Linked DNA regions of Mus musculus: region 2 is linked to region 1. A link is a contact called in public promoter capture Hi-C data. All regions are on one chromosome and are shown on one strand. The core of a region is the stretch at or near the end of the contact, and the rest is flanking DNA. Distances in the headings are between cores, read along the strand shown. Region 1 holds the start of Mab21l3 (mab-21-like 3). Region 2 holds the start of Ptpn22 (protein tyrosine phosphatase, non-receptor type 22 (lymphoid)).

Evidence for each region. Promoter capture Hi-C pulls out the DNA fragments that hold promoters and counts their contacts.
Region 2: a promoter capture Hi-C map of liver shows a contact between it and region 1, with 5 times the contacts expected there. The contact joins the promoter of Ptpn22 here to the promoter of Mab21l3 in region 1. A contact is called at or near these places in 2 of 39 promoter capture datasets (both in liver).

The regions. Positions count from the first base shown.
Region 1 is chr3:101,833,416-101,839,869 of GRCm38.p6, forward strand. Mab21l3 (mab-21-like 3) reads right to left here and starts at 2,808. Exons shown (of 7, transcript NM_172295.4): 1 at 2,506-2,808; 2 at 1,579-1,849. The coding sequence starts at 1,827. Gm33381 (a long non-coding RNA gene) reads left to right here. Exons shown (of 3, transcript XR_003954538.1): 3 at 1,388-2,004.
Region 2 is chr3:103,857,225-103,863,678 of GRCm38.p6, forward strand. Ptpn22 (protein tyrosine phosphatase, non-receptor type 22 (lymphoid)) reads left to right here and starts at 3,053. Exons shown (of 21, transcript NM_008979.2): 1 at 3,053-3,266. The coding sequence starts at 3,180.

The DNA.
Region 1 (6,454 bases), core at 1,558-4,057:
ATTTTTGAAATGTCAATAGAGAAAACTTTAGAAAATGCTCTAGAGACCAAGCATACCATGAATCCAGGCTGGGTTCCACGTTGGGAATACCATTTACAATTTCTGCTGGTAGCAATGCCCAGGGAGAGTGGGTCAGAGGACTGGGCAGGTGAAATCACTTGAATGAATGCAATGCTAAGAAAATTGGAATGCTGCTGGTTTTCCAGAAAACATGCGACTCCAGGAAGATGCCCGTCAACACGGCCTCTGTGTAGAGGAGTGTCGGGGAAGCCACTTTGCTGGAGATTGGTTTTGGTGCAGGTCGATTTTCCTTATTTTCCCTTGATGTCTAAAAAATGCACTCATGTCTCACTGTGATAATAATCTTTGCTTTGTTTATGTATAAAGGCGTGAAAGCCAGAGACCAGTCCCCCACCTCTCAGTTTAAACCTCTTTGTTTAAACATTAACAACATGCCTTAGAAGCTTCATAGGTATGTGGAACAATGGAAGAGATTAAAGTAAATAATATTTAAGGTCCCTATAAAGTCTAACATCAAAAGAGCCTAAAACTGAAATTAGCCCTTCTCTTTCTCCATATTCCTATTTCCCCTCTTTCCCCCCTTTCCTTCCTTCCTTCCTCCCCTTCCTTCCTTCTTCCCCTTCCTTCCTTCCTTCTTTCTTTCCTTCCTTCCTTCTTTCTTTCCTTCCTTCCTTCTTTCTTTCCTTCCTTCCTTCCTTCCTGTCTGTCTTTCTCCTTTTTTCTTGAGTCAAGGTTCCACAATATAGTAGCCCAAGCTAATCAGGAATCCACTCAATAGACCAGGCTGGCCTTTGAACTAACAGAGAGTTGCCTGTCTCTGACTTCTGAGTGCTGGGACTAAAGGTAGGTTCCACCATGCCCAGCTTACAAATGAAGTAATACTTTTTGAAGATTTTGTTTTAATTTTACATGTATAAGTGTTTTGCCTACATGCATGTCTATGCACCACAAATGTGCCTGGTGCGCCTGGAGACAGAAGAGGAGATTAGATTCCCTAGAACTGGAATTACAGATGGTTGTGAGCCACCATGTAATGCTGAGAATCAAACTTGGGTCCTCTAGAAGAGCAGTTAATACTCTTAACTGCTGAGCCATCTCTCTAGCCCCCAAACAATATTTAAAAACTATCAGTTTTGTAGTTTTAAAACAAACAAACAAACATTGTCTTAAGTTCTTTTTGTTTGGTTGGTTTTGGGTTTTTTTGTAGGTTTTTGTTGTTGTTGTTGTGTTTTGGTTTTGTAGCTGTTTTTGAGGCAAGGATTCATGTAGACCAAAATACTCTCAGTTTCTGATCCCCATGTCTGTCACCGTGCCTGTGCCTGGCTACTCATATCCCAGTAATCCCACTCAGATTCTCATTTTACAGAAAGAAGTCTGAAGTCTGAGGCTCAGATAATTAACTGGCCATATGGACCTCCTCAGGGTGCTGAGGGTAGCCACCCTGAGTTCCTGAGAACGAGGCATCTATGGCCTCCAGAAGCAGGGGATTCCTTCTGATCAATGGCCATGGGATGGAGAGTTAGAGGGTGTGCCCAGGAGAGGCCAGCCCTGGCTCACCTTGCTCAGCAGGCAATGGTCTAAGTCTCCCTCTGGAAGAGACTTCATGGCTTCTTGGTCAACCCCCAGTATAGCAGCAACCTTCTGCTTTCTTTCCCGATGGAGGACAAATCTGGTGGGTAGCTTTCCCAGCAACGTTACTCTCTGGATAAAACTTCTCTGGAATTGTGAACGTGGACCAGAGACTTGACTTCTTCTTGCCTGCTCACTGCAGTTTTCCTTTCCAGCATGGAAGAATTCATCTGCCATCTTTCAGGGAACTGTAGAAAGACTAAAAAGGAGACGTGATGAAAACGAGTTGGAACTTATCCTGTTTTTTTTTTTTTTTTCTTTATCCTGTTGTCCTGGCACCAGGTGCACCTTGGTGCCCAGTACCTTACATCTCCCCGTCCTTACCTTGTTGACAGTAAATATCCCTTGGCCCTCCACTCCTGAAAATTCTGCAATTGATTTACTTCCTTACCATAAACAAATAAGAAATTGCAAACAAGCCGCCTGGTTTTTCATCATGCCCGGCACAAGGCTTGCCAATCAGATGAGGGCCAGGAGTGACATTTAGAAAAGCCTGAGCTCACAGGGACACTTGTGTATAGAGAGGCAAGCTTACATGCTCGCATAGTCACACACAGACACAGGCACACACACACACACCACATGCATTCACAGAGACACTTGTGTATATAGAGGTAAGCTCACACGCTCACACACTAATACAGACACATACATGAACTCACAGAGACACTTGTGTATACAGAGGCAAGCTTGCCCCCCCCCCTCTCTCTCTCTCTCACACACACACACACACACACACACACACACAGAGAGAGAGAGAGAGAGAGAGAGAGAGAGAGAGAGAGAGAGAGATACAAACAGGTAGATACACGCAGAGAAAAGTAGGGCAGAGAGTCCTGCCTCTCACCTGCTGACCTTAGAATGTGATTTCCCACTTGGACGTTGGCATTCAAAATATACTCAGTATAAACAGGCCCCTTAAGAGTCTAGGACACATCTAGTTTTACCAGTAAAACTCATCCTAGAAAACCGACAATAAGTTCCCAGTCTGACTGGTTGGGCCTAGTTTTACTCCAGGAGGGAAAATATCCCAGCAGCCTTATCTCCCTAAAGCTCGTGAGTATCACCGTCTTTGATCCGAAAGACTGACAGACAACAGAGCTGGCAGTCCAGTTCATGTCTGAGCAAGGCTTTCAAACAGGCAGCTCTCCAAGCCAGCCTCCTCAATGCTCAACCGCAGCCAATCCAGCCCTTCCACTCTCTCCCGCGGCCCCAAATTTGCATATCCTCCCAGACAGCTCCAAGGAGAGCCACATCAGACCCCACCCACCTCCCTCCTCCAGGCGCTGGGGCGGCCTTCTCCAGGCTTCATCTGCCAATCCCAGGTCTTATACCAGTCCTGAAAAACTGAGGATCCACAAAGGTCCCCAGAATCCCCCTCCACGCTGACTGCCTTGACTTTCCACCTGCTTTTCCGTGTCCTGGAAATCCCCTTCTCTTTACGGCACATGCTCTGAAATGGTAAGGGAATCTCTGTCCCTTGACTGCTGTTACTATAGTCATCATTCCGAATCTACCACATCAGCTTTTCACTAGTGAAACAAGAAGCTCTACCCCCTAATCTGCCTTTGGGAATTCTCTTTCCATGTTGCTTTCAACTCTGCTGAAGTCTCCCCACCCCCACACTCACTCCCTTCCCCACACACATACTTTTATTTTCACCCTAACTTCTGCTTTTGCTGGAATCACTACTGCATAGTCCCTGTCCTACGGCAGGGTCTTTCCCAATAACAATAAAGTTGCCCCGGGTTTCTGGAATTAAATGCCCACACCTTCACTATTCTTGCTCTAACACCGTCCCGTCTCAGTCACTCAGTACTACAGATTCAAGTGTTGTATCTGGAAACTTCTCTTGCTCCAAGATGGAAAGATACTTGCCAGGTATGGAGAGGGAATTCTGAATAATTGAACTATAGGAGGAACCCAGAGAAGGAAAGGCACTGTGAACTCAGGGCAGCTGCCTGTAGATGTATTCCCAGGAGAGCCACATCTGAAGATTGGTGTGTTGTGTGAACACAGCTTAGAGTAGCATGGCCTGGTTCCTAGTGCACTGGTAAGGTTCCACAGCACAGGGCTATGGCACAGATGAAGGCTCTGGCAGCTCCTATCAGACAGGCTGAGGAAAACAGGCTTTACCGGCAGACACAGATCTCTAGTTAATGGGACAACAGGTCAGCGAATGTCTGTTGGGTAAGGGTGTGCCTGAAGCACTGTGCCAGGCCACCAAGAGGGACCTAGTTAACTCAGGCTTTCCTCCGTCCTCAGGAAATAGAAATCCTCATTTTTTTTATAACATGCCAGTTTGAAAAATGGAAACCAGCTTTAGCCCAATTCAATCTGTAAGGACCAGGCAGGTGAGATGGCTCAGCAGAGATAAGCATCTGCCACCGAGCCGGAGGACCTGGGTTCGATTTCTCCCCACCTCCCAGGACCCATATGGTAGAAGGAAAGAGTGAACTGCCTCGTGTGTGCATCCACACATACATAGAAATAATAGATAGATAAATGTAATAGATTTGGAGGACCAATAACATGTTTAATGTCTGCTTTCCAAAGTATTCACAACATTTTATTTATAGTCTTGTGTGTGCACACAGAGGTCAGAGGACAAGCTTGGATGTCAGTCCTCAAGTACTTTCTTTTTTTTTTTTTTTTTTTTTTTTTAAAGATTTATTTATTTATTATATGTAAGTACACTGTAGCTGTCTTCAGATACTCCAGAAGAGGGAGTCAGATCTTGTTACGGATGGTTGTGAGCCACCATGTGGTTGCTGGGATTTGAACTCCGGACCTTCGGAAGAGCAGTCGGGTGCTCTTACCCACTGAGCCATCTCACCAGCCCCCTCAAGTACTTTCTACCTTTTCTGTGAGACAGAGTCATTCACTGTCTCAGGAACTTTGTCCCTTGCTTCCAGGCCTTCTGGGCCCTGCCTCCCATTGCTGGATCCCAGGCATTTGCCTCTGCACCCAGGTTTTCACATGGGCCCTGGGGATCTGAATTCATGCCTTCATGATTTTGAAACAAGAAGCTTATTAACTGAGCCAGTTCAAGGTTTTCAAAAACCTTAAGTCAAACCTAATATTCACTCTGAGGCATGAAGCACCCATCTTGAAAGTGATGTTTAATTGAGTGATGAGGCCAAACAGAAGAATTCAGGTAGAGGCTCAGAGAAGTCAGATTGAATCCGTCATTTTTGGAGAGGAATTTGAGCCAGAACAGCTGAGTTGAACAAGCCATCCAGACCCCAGGAAGCTTATTCAGCAGTAACTCTCAGAGGCCTAGATTAGATTGAAGAGAGGCTAGAAGCTTCCGGGACTCGGCCTAGGTTGACAGACAGAGGCAGCAAACCTCGGAGACGACAATCACATCAGGTGAATAAAGATTTCTTTTGCAACCTGCTTTATTCGCCGAAGGCAGAGGGCCTTCCTGTAATGTGTGGGGTCACTCTCCCATCTTTCTGTTGCACCGGATCACTTAATGAGTCATTTGTCACAGTTCCACCAAAAAGCTGTGTCTTTTCCTCTTGTGCTGAGGTCATTTGACATTTTGTCTGGGTTCAGAAGCAAAGGTTTCCAGACTCACACACTTGTGTGGGTGGGCAGAATCTAAAGTAAGAGTAGACCATGTGGAAAGAGAATAAGATGAGACCTAGGGATGATTTCAGGAGCATATACCCAGGACAGGAGGCATGGCTCAGTCAGTAAAGTACATGCTCAAGGATGGGGGTTTAAGTTTGAATCCCAGAACCTATGTAAAATGCCAAATATAGTGGTCCAAGCTAGTACTGAGGAGATGGAGAAAGGCGGATGCCTAAGGCTTGCTGCTCAGCCAACCTAGCCTATCCAGGGAGCGCCAGGCCAGTGAGACACCCCTGTCTGAAAAAACAGAGTGGAGGAATTCTAAGGAACTATACCTGAGGCTGATCTCTGACCTCCACATTCACAAGAACACACACACACACACACACACACACACACACACACACACACACACACACACAGCTGACTTCAACCCAGAAGGAGCAAAGCAACAGGATATGTGTCTGCACCTGAGGGAAGCCACCTTTCACAGGCTAATGCTGACAGGAATGCTGAAAAACAGCCCAATGAAAACGCGCTAGGAGCCCAGAGTCCTGTTTCTATGAAAGCCACCGCTTCGTCTGGCCGTCTGAAGAACAGTATACTGTTTCCTAGCTACTGCGATCATCCCAGCTCCAGAAAGAGCAGCACCCTCACAAAAAAGAAATCGGATGCTTACTTAACAGTAATGGCTCTGTCCCATACACAGCTGGAGGTCAGCGAGAGTGGGAAAAGCCAGGCTGCAAGGTCCAGCCGGAGAGATTGCCCAGCAGTTGAGAGTCCATATCGCTTATAGAGGACCTGGGTTTGGTCTGGTTTGGTCTGGGGCACCTAGATTCAACAGCTTACAGCTGCCTATAATTCCAGCTCCCGGAGATCTATCGCCCTCTTCTGGACTCCTTAGGCACTGCACTCATACCAGTGCATACCTACATTCATATAATTTTTTAAAAAATTAATTGTTTAAAAAGAGAGGAAGTATGAAAAGTGATTCGGTGTACGCTGGGGCAGACACATTTCCCAGATCCGTGTCCATCTAGGTACAAGATCACTACTATATTTTCCTCATTCGGTGGACTGAGCCCAGAAATCAGCCCAGAGACTTTTTCCACAGAGGACAGCCATCAAAGCCGTGAAGCTCTTGTTATGGCTTGGATAACATTTTATTTGCAAATCAAATCTCTCTGTCTATTTTTTTGGGGGGGGGAGAACATTGTATTTTCAT
Region 2 (6,454 bases), core at 1,803-4,302, 2.0 Mb after region 1:
GTGGCTAACTGGTGCTCTGCAGGCTGCTGGGGAGGCTGGTCACCAACATTGTTATTTAGCTGTGGACATCTATACAATAACGCCTACTGGCAATATGAGCCCTGGGGCAATGGCAGCAGGTCTCTTCAGCAGATAACCAGCAGCTTTCTGAGTGGATTTGATGCCCTTGCCATCTACATGGTACTATAAATCTGGTTAAATGCTCTGGCTGGGGGAAAAGAAAAACAAAACAAAACAACAGCAGCAACAACAACCAAAACCTCTGGCTGGGAGGTCATAGGCCCTTATAGGGCATCCACTGCTGTCGTTTTGCAAAGCGGACGTGATGCGCCTGTCTAACTGCCTTCTAGATAACTTTCTGTCTATAGAGTAGTGGTGCTTTCAGTTTTGGTCAGAGAACGTACTGTCTGCAGTGATAGGCAGTGACTGCAGAGACAACTCTGGTCAGAGTTCTGAGAATAAACCACTGGTGAGTGCTCAGGAATAAATGGGACACCTACATCACCCCTCCCCACCCCAAAACCCAGGGAGCACTCCCAGAGAAGGGACAGAGAGAGATTATTTATTAACTTTTTCTTTTAACTTTTCTTTTGTTTTGAGACAGAATTTTACTGTGTAGATCAGGCTGGTCTTAAAACTCACAGAAATCTGCCTGCCTCTGTCTCCTGAGTGCCAGGATTTAAAGGCCTATCTTTCCAGTGTAAAGGCAGGCGAAGGCGGTTGAAGAGGTGGGGAATGCTAATCTCTAAGTGGGACTTGGGTGTTACACTCTTGAGCTCATGGAAGCTGTGCCACTCGTAGAGGATCCACACAAACTTGAGTTTGTGTCAACTCAACACTCTGTCGCGGAGGGTAAGGGATTCATGGAGTCCCACCCCAGCCTGAAGATCTCTATGCCGGTAATGGTTGGCAGGGAAGGGAGAGAAGTCATCTTCAGTGTGAGACTCTGGTAAGCTATGCATGCTCCCCTAAACTACCCTAATGAAGCTCACTGGGATTGAAAACTAAAAAAGACATGAAAGTGGGAGGCAGGAGATGGTTGGCAAGAGGAGAGGGGTTAGGTGTGAAGAGAAGAGAGGGTAAGACTGAATGCGTAGTGTAATCGGAATGCATTAACTACAATATGAAAATGTCATGTAATCCATTATGTGTGACTAATGTATGATAATAATGTTCCTCTTTCTATTTTTATGGCCTACACACACACACACACACACACACACACACACACACACACACACACACACTTAAATCTAGATTCTCTGTTTAAGGGGAAAAAACATGTAATACTTGCCTTTCTGAGTCTGGCTTAAATTTCATATTTTCATATAATTTTATTTATAGTTAACTTAGGATTTTTAAAGTATTTAACTTTTGAGACAGTGTCTTGCTATATATAGTTCAGATAGGCCTGCACTTTGTAACCATTCTCCTATCTGAGCCTCCTCAGTGCTAGTGTTACAAGTATATTCCATTATACCCTGAAGAATGTTGTATTCTTTTTAAAAATAAAGCTTCCCCATATTTTGTATGTTTTAAAATAGTCAAATATTGCATCATTTAGAGTAGCAAGAAATTTCCTGTTGTTGCTAGACAAGGATAATCTCAGAGATTTGTTTTAGTCTCAGGAAATATTGCTGAAGAATTATGGTTCATTTTAATTTGTGTGAACTACATTTGAAATTCTTTATGTGAAATACTAACTTCAAATTGCCTGCCAAGGGTTCAATGAAGAGGGTGCAGCGTGTTTTGTGTTCAAAATCATGATTTTCTGAAGGGAGTTTGAATAGTGTAAAACCAGAAAGGGTTGCTAATATCTTAATAGAGGAAGTCCAAACTACACCTTTCCCAGTTTTTTTTTTTAACTTGAAACTAATTTTGTAACATTCTGTTTACTGAACTTCCTCATTTGCAAGGGTTTTCACACTGAATTAGATCTTGAGTGGATTTGTGCCCATCGAAGAGAGGATTTATGCAAACGGAGATGTGGAAGCATTCTCTGGAATAACCTGCCTTGTTAAGGCACTGATACCACAGATGTGGACGGCTCCCTGAAACGCGATCTTTTCTGAGATAGGCTCTGTAGGATCAAAATGTCAACATGTCTTCATGAATTCTTCAGCCTCTTTCATTCTTCCTCCCTCCCCTTCTGAGAGAGAGAGAGAGAGAGAGAGAGAGAGCGCTCACTTTGTTTCTCAGGTGTCTCAAACTCTGAGACTCAAGTGATCTTGCAGCTGGGGACAGTCCTGAGGAGCTGGGACTGCACCACCTCTCCTCAATTCTCTCCAGACAGGCTGACCTAGATAGAATCTGTATGGTTCTCAGCAAGCAATATTTTAGCTTTAGTTCCGTTTTGTCCTTTCGCTGTTTGCTAGCAGTGCGTTCTGGGGATATTGTGCTAACTGCCTCCCCGGTGCTTCCCATCCTGTGTAGAGCTGTACTCTCAGTGTTTGCAAAGCTACTGGAGGTCTGAAGAAGTACAGAGACCAACACTTCCCTTAATGAGGGCCAGTACTTCCCCAGTCACGGGTGAGATGGACCATCAGAAGCAGTGGACTTTGCTTCCTCTAAAAGAAAAACGTGAGGTTTATAATGGAAGCTTGACAAATTCTGAAACAAAATGCCCGCTTGATGAGCAGAGGTCTGCCATGATCATATCTATAGGAGACTTTGGGGATAATGGTCCGGGTCGGAGATAGGTAACTCCAGTGTTTGTCTCCTCTCCTGCAGCAGGGCATAGGTGGGCGTCACCCAGGCCTTTCTGCTCACTGGGATGTGAAAAGCTGAACTCACAGGTTAGTGCTGTACTTTCTGCCTTTCTTCTGGGAATGGAAGAACTGAGTGCTGTCTGAGACTGACAGCGTGGAACAGTCTCTGAGCTAAGCAGACCACAGTTTGTGTTCTGGTTAGCCTCTTGTTTGTTACATTTGAACAGTAGCCAAGTTTCTTTGTTGAGAAAGGAAGGCGCTAGGGCCCTGCAGGGAGATGATGGCTTTGTTGTGTGACCACAGAAGCTAGTTTTGTACTAATTTCCTCTAGGGCTTGTGATGAAGTCAGTAAACCACAGCCTCCAGCACGCTGTGCTCCTGCAGCAGCAGTGGCTTCTTGGTGCTGCCTTGGCCATGACACATATTTGACATGCCCTCCCTTAACCTACTCACAGACTCTTGCTCTGCGGCATGGACCAAAGAGAAATTCTGCAGCAACTACTGAAAGAAGCCCAGAAAAAGAAACTCAACAGTGAGGAGTTTGCCAGTGAATTTCTGGTGAGTTCTGGAATGCTCTGAAGAGTTCTTAGATAAACTGTGTAGCAGTCTGTGGTGGCCCAGTTTGCCTAGACGCAATTGCTGTAGGGATAACACGACCATGGAGTTTGGAGTGGAAGGGAGGAAGGCGACCTAAGAACATAACCTCTCTGGGCTTTGTTGTGTCTGTGCTCAGGGTTTTCTCCAGGTAGGCTGGTTTTAATGTTGGGTTTGCTTGTTCTTTTGAGCTTAATGGTCCTACAGAAGGTATAGACAGGTGTATGGATATTAATGCTTTCTGAACATCTGCAGAAAGCATTTGCATTGTGACATATGCTTCAGATTACTAATAAGAGTAGCTTTTCATGTTACGTGTTATTTTTAGCTTCCCTATAGGCTATCATTGGGATAACAGGGGTTTGAAAAACACCAAAAACTCTCATTTTGCCACTTTTTCTCCTATCCCTTTGAAAACAAGTTGATTATTAGAATAGGCATTTTCCTTTTTAACAATAGCTGGGCTTCTTTAACTTATATTGTCTGGAGAAGTGGGCTAGGGAGAGTGGGGAGTAGAGACACGTGAGAGACATGGAGAGCAAGGTAGCCTGGGAGCAGGTGGACTTGATTATCCAGAACTCAAATCCACTTAGAGGGAGCCATAGTTAACAGTGTAACAAAAGCTGGGCGGCCCATTTTCCATCCCTGTCAGGCACATCAGATAACATGGTATTTGACACACCTGTCATGCTTTTGGTTTTTGCTTAGTGTTTGTTTGTTTGTTTGTTTGTTTGTATCAGTATGTAGCTCTGTCTGGCCTAGAGCTCACTATGTAGATCAGGTTTGGCCTTGAACTTAAAAGATCCTCCTGCCTCTGCCTCACTGGGATCAAAGGCATGTACGACCACACCAACCTGCTGTGTTCTAAAAGCTTCTAATTGGTATTTCAGAACTGTAAGAATGTTAAGCCTTAGCCCTTCAGCTTTGAATTGAGAAAAATAAAGAACATCGACATGGTCATCATTCAAATTATCAAATATTTAACGTGTTCCCAAATCACCCTAACTCTTTGTTTTCTAGGTTAAAAAAATGAGGATAATAATTTATGTCCTATCTATCTCATTTTGGATTATTGTGATGATTATATCATTAATTATAATAATTAAATGAGAACAAGGTGTTTTGGAGGCACCCAGAGACCCAGTTACTTGGAAGGCTGAGGTGGGTTAAATCTTGAGTTCAAGGCTCGCCCAGGCGACTGAGAGGGACCGTGTCTCAGAAAAGGGATCATTTAGGAGCACTTACTATGTACCAACTTTGTTTCTTCACACTAAGATACAATAGTAAACAAAATGTCTTTGCCTTCCAGAACTAGCGTTCTGGCACCAGATATTAGAAGAGAAAACTATCCATGATGTTTTCACTGAACAGATATCACTATTAGATAGCACAGCAGGCTAGTATATAGTGGCCCAACTTTGAGGCTAAGATATTATGCCAGCTTATGGTGTCACTTAAATATTTTCTTTCTGCCACAAGTTCTCAGGGTAGTTTAGGCACAGGGTAGAGTTGCCTATGTGTCTACTTAGATCCAAGCATGCCTTTTGACTGTATCACTGAGACATTCTTAAGGCAATTTATTAAGATATAGAGGGGACGTGAGCTGAGAGGTAGTGACATCTTTGTCTTACTTGGGTTGTATTTTTCAAAACAGAGCAGACTATATCTCTAATATTTTAACCACTCGTAGAGGTCGTTATAGTCTCTTACCAAACTGGCTGCCACCTCCTGACTGCTTTCTCTGTTTCTAGCCTTGTCCCACCTTAATTTTCTTAGACAAGGACTCACTATGTAGCCATAGCTGGGCTGGAACTCACTGTATAGACGAGACTAGCCTTGAACTCAGAGATCCACCTTCTGTTTCCTGAGTGCTGAGATGAAAGGTGTACAATGGTGTACACCACCATGCCAGGCTCCAAAGTGCTCTTTTAATTACATAAATCTGGTCATATTTTTCTCAGCTTAAGAACTTTTTTATAGCTTGTATTTTGTTAGCTGCTTATAATTGTGAACTAAAATATATATTTAGAAAAACTACACAAAACATGTGAATATAGTTATAAAGGAACCAGTGCTAATGCGGTTACTGCACAGATCAAAAAATATAGCACTGTCTAACTTGGAGAGATTCCCTACTGTCCCTTCCACAACTGGCCTCTCCACCCACCCACCCCACCCCACCCCACCCCATTCCTCCACCCCATCCCACCCGGGTAAATCACTGTCCTGGGTTTATATTAATCATCTCCTTGCCCTTCTGGCTCCTTATACTTAAGAACCTTCTTTTGGGTGGTGATTAAGTGGAACCTCACTGTTCACTGACTCACGTCCTCCAGTGGAAAAACAAGAGTTTCACCCTCAGCCCCACCTAAAGGTTCAACTGAGACACCAGAAAAATAGCTTTGGGAGAGGAGCTGTTGGCCCAGGGAAATACTGCCATCCAACTGGAAGGTTTCCACTTGACTTCTGCCCACAGTCCACCTGAAGTTCTTGATGTTTGTGAGATTTCAGAATGAACTTTATGACGTAAAGGCACTGCTAGCAGCCTTAGTGGCTAGTATGATACAGCATTTATACTTAAATGTAGATTTTCTGTGCAACAACTCCCCCCACAAAACAAACAAACAAACAAACCAAGAAACAAAACCAAAAGGTTCCTTAACTCAGATTTCAGTCCTGACTTCTTTGTCGTTGTTAAGTTTTTATTGTTGTTTCGTTATGCAGCTCTCACTGCACTGGGATTCACTATGTAGACCAGGGTGGCCTCAGACTCTCAGAAGTCTGTCTGCCTCCTATGTAACAGAAGTAAAGGCGTGTACCATCAAGCACACCCTGCTCCTTTAAAGAAAGATTTGTATTTGGTGTGTGTATATGTGTTGTTTTGCCGGCATTTATATATTATGCATTTAGTGCCTGCCCAGTGCCTGTGGAAGCCAGAAGATGGAGTTGGATCCCTGGGAACTGGTGTTACAGGGGGTTGTGAGCCACTGGGTGGATGCTGAGAACTGACTCTGGGACCTCAGCAAACACAGCAAGTGGGACCTCAGCAAACACAGCAAGAGAGCCATCTACTGAGCCATCTTTCCAGACCCTTCCTTCTTTTTATATTTTTAAAAACGTGTATGTCAGAAAAAAACCTGAGATCCAGCTAC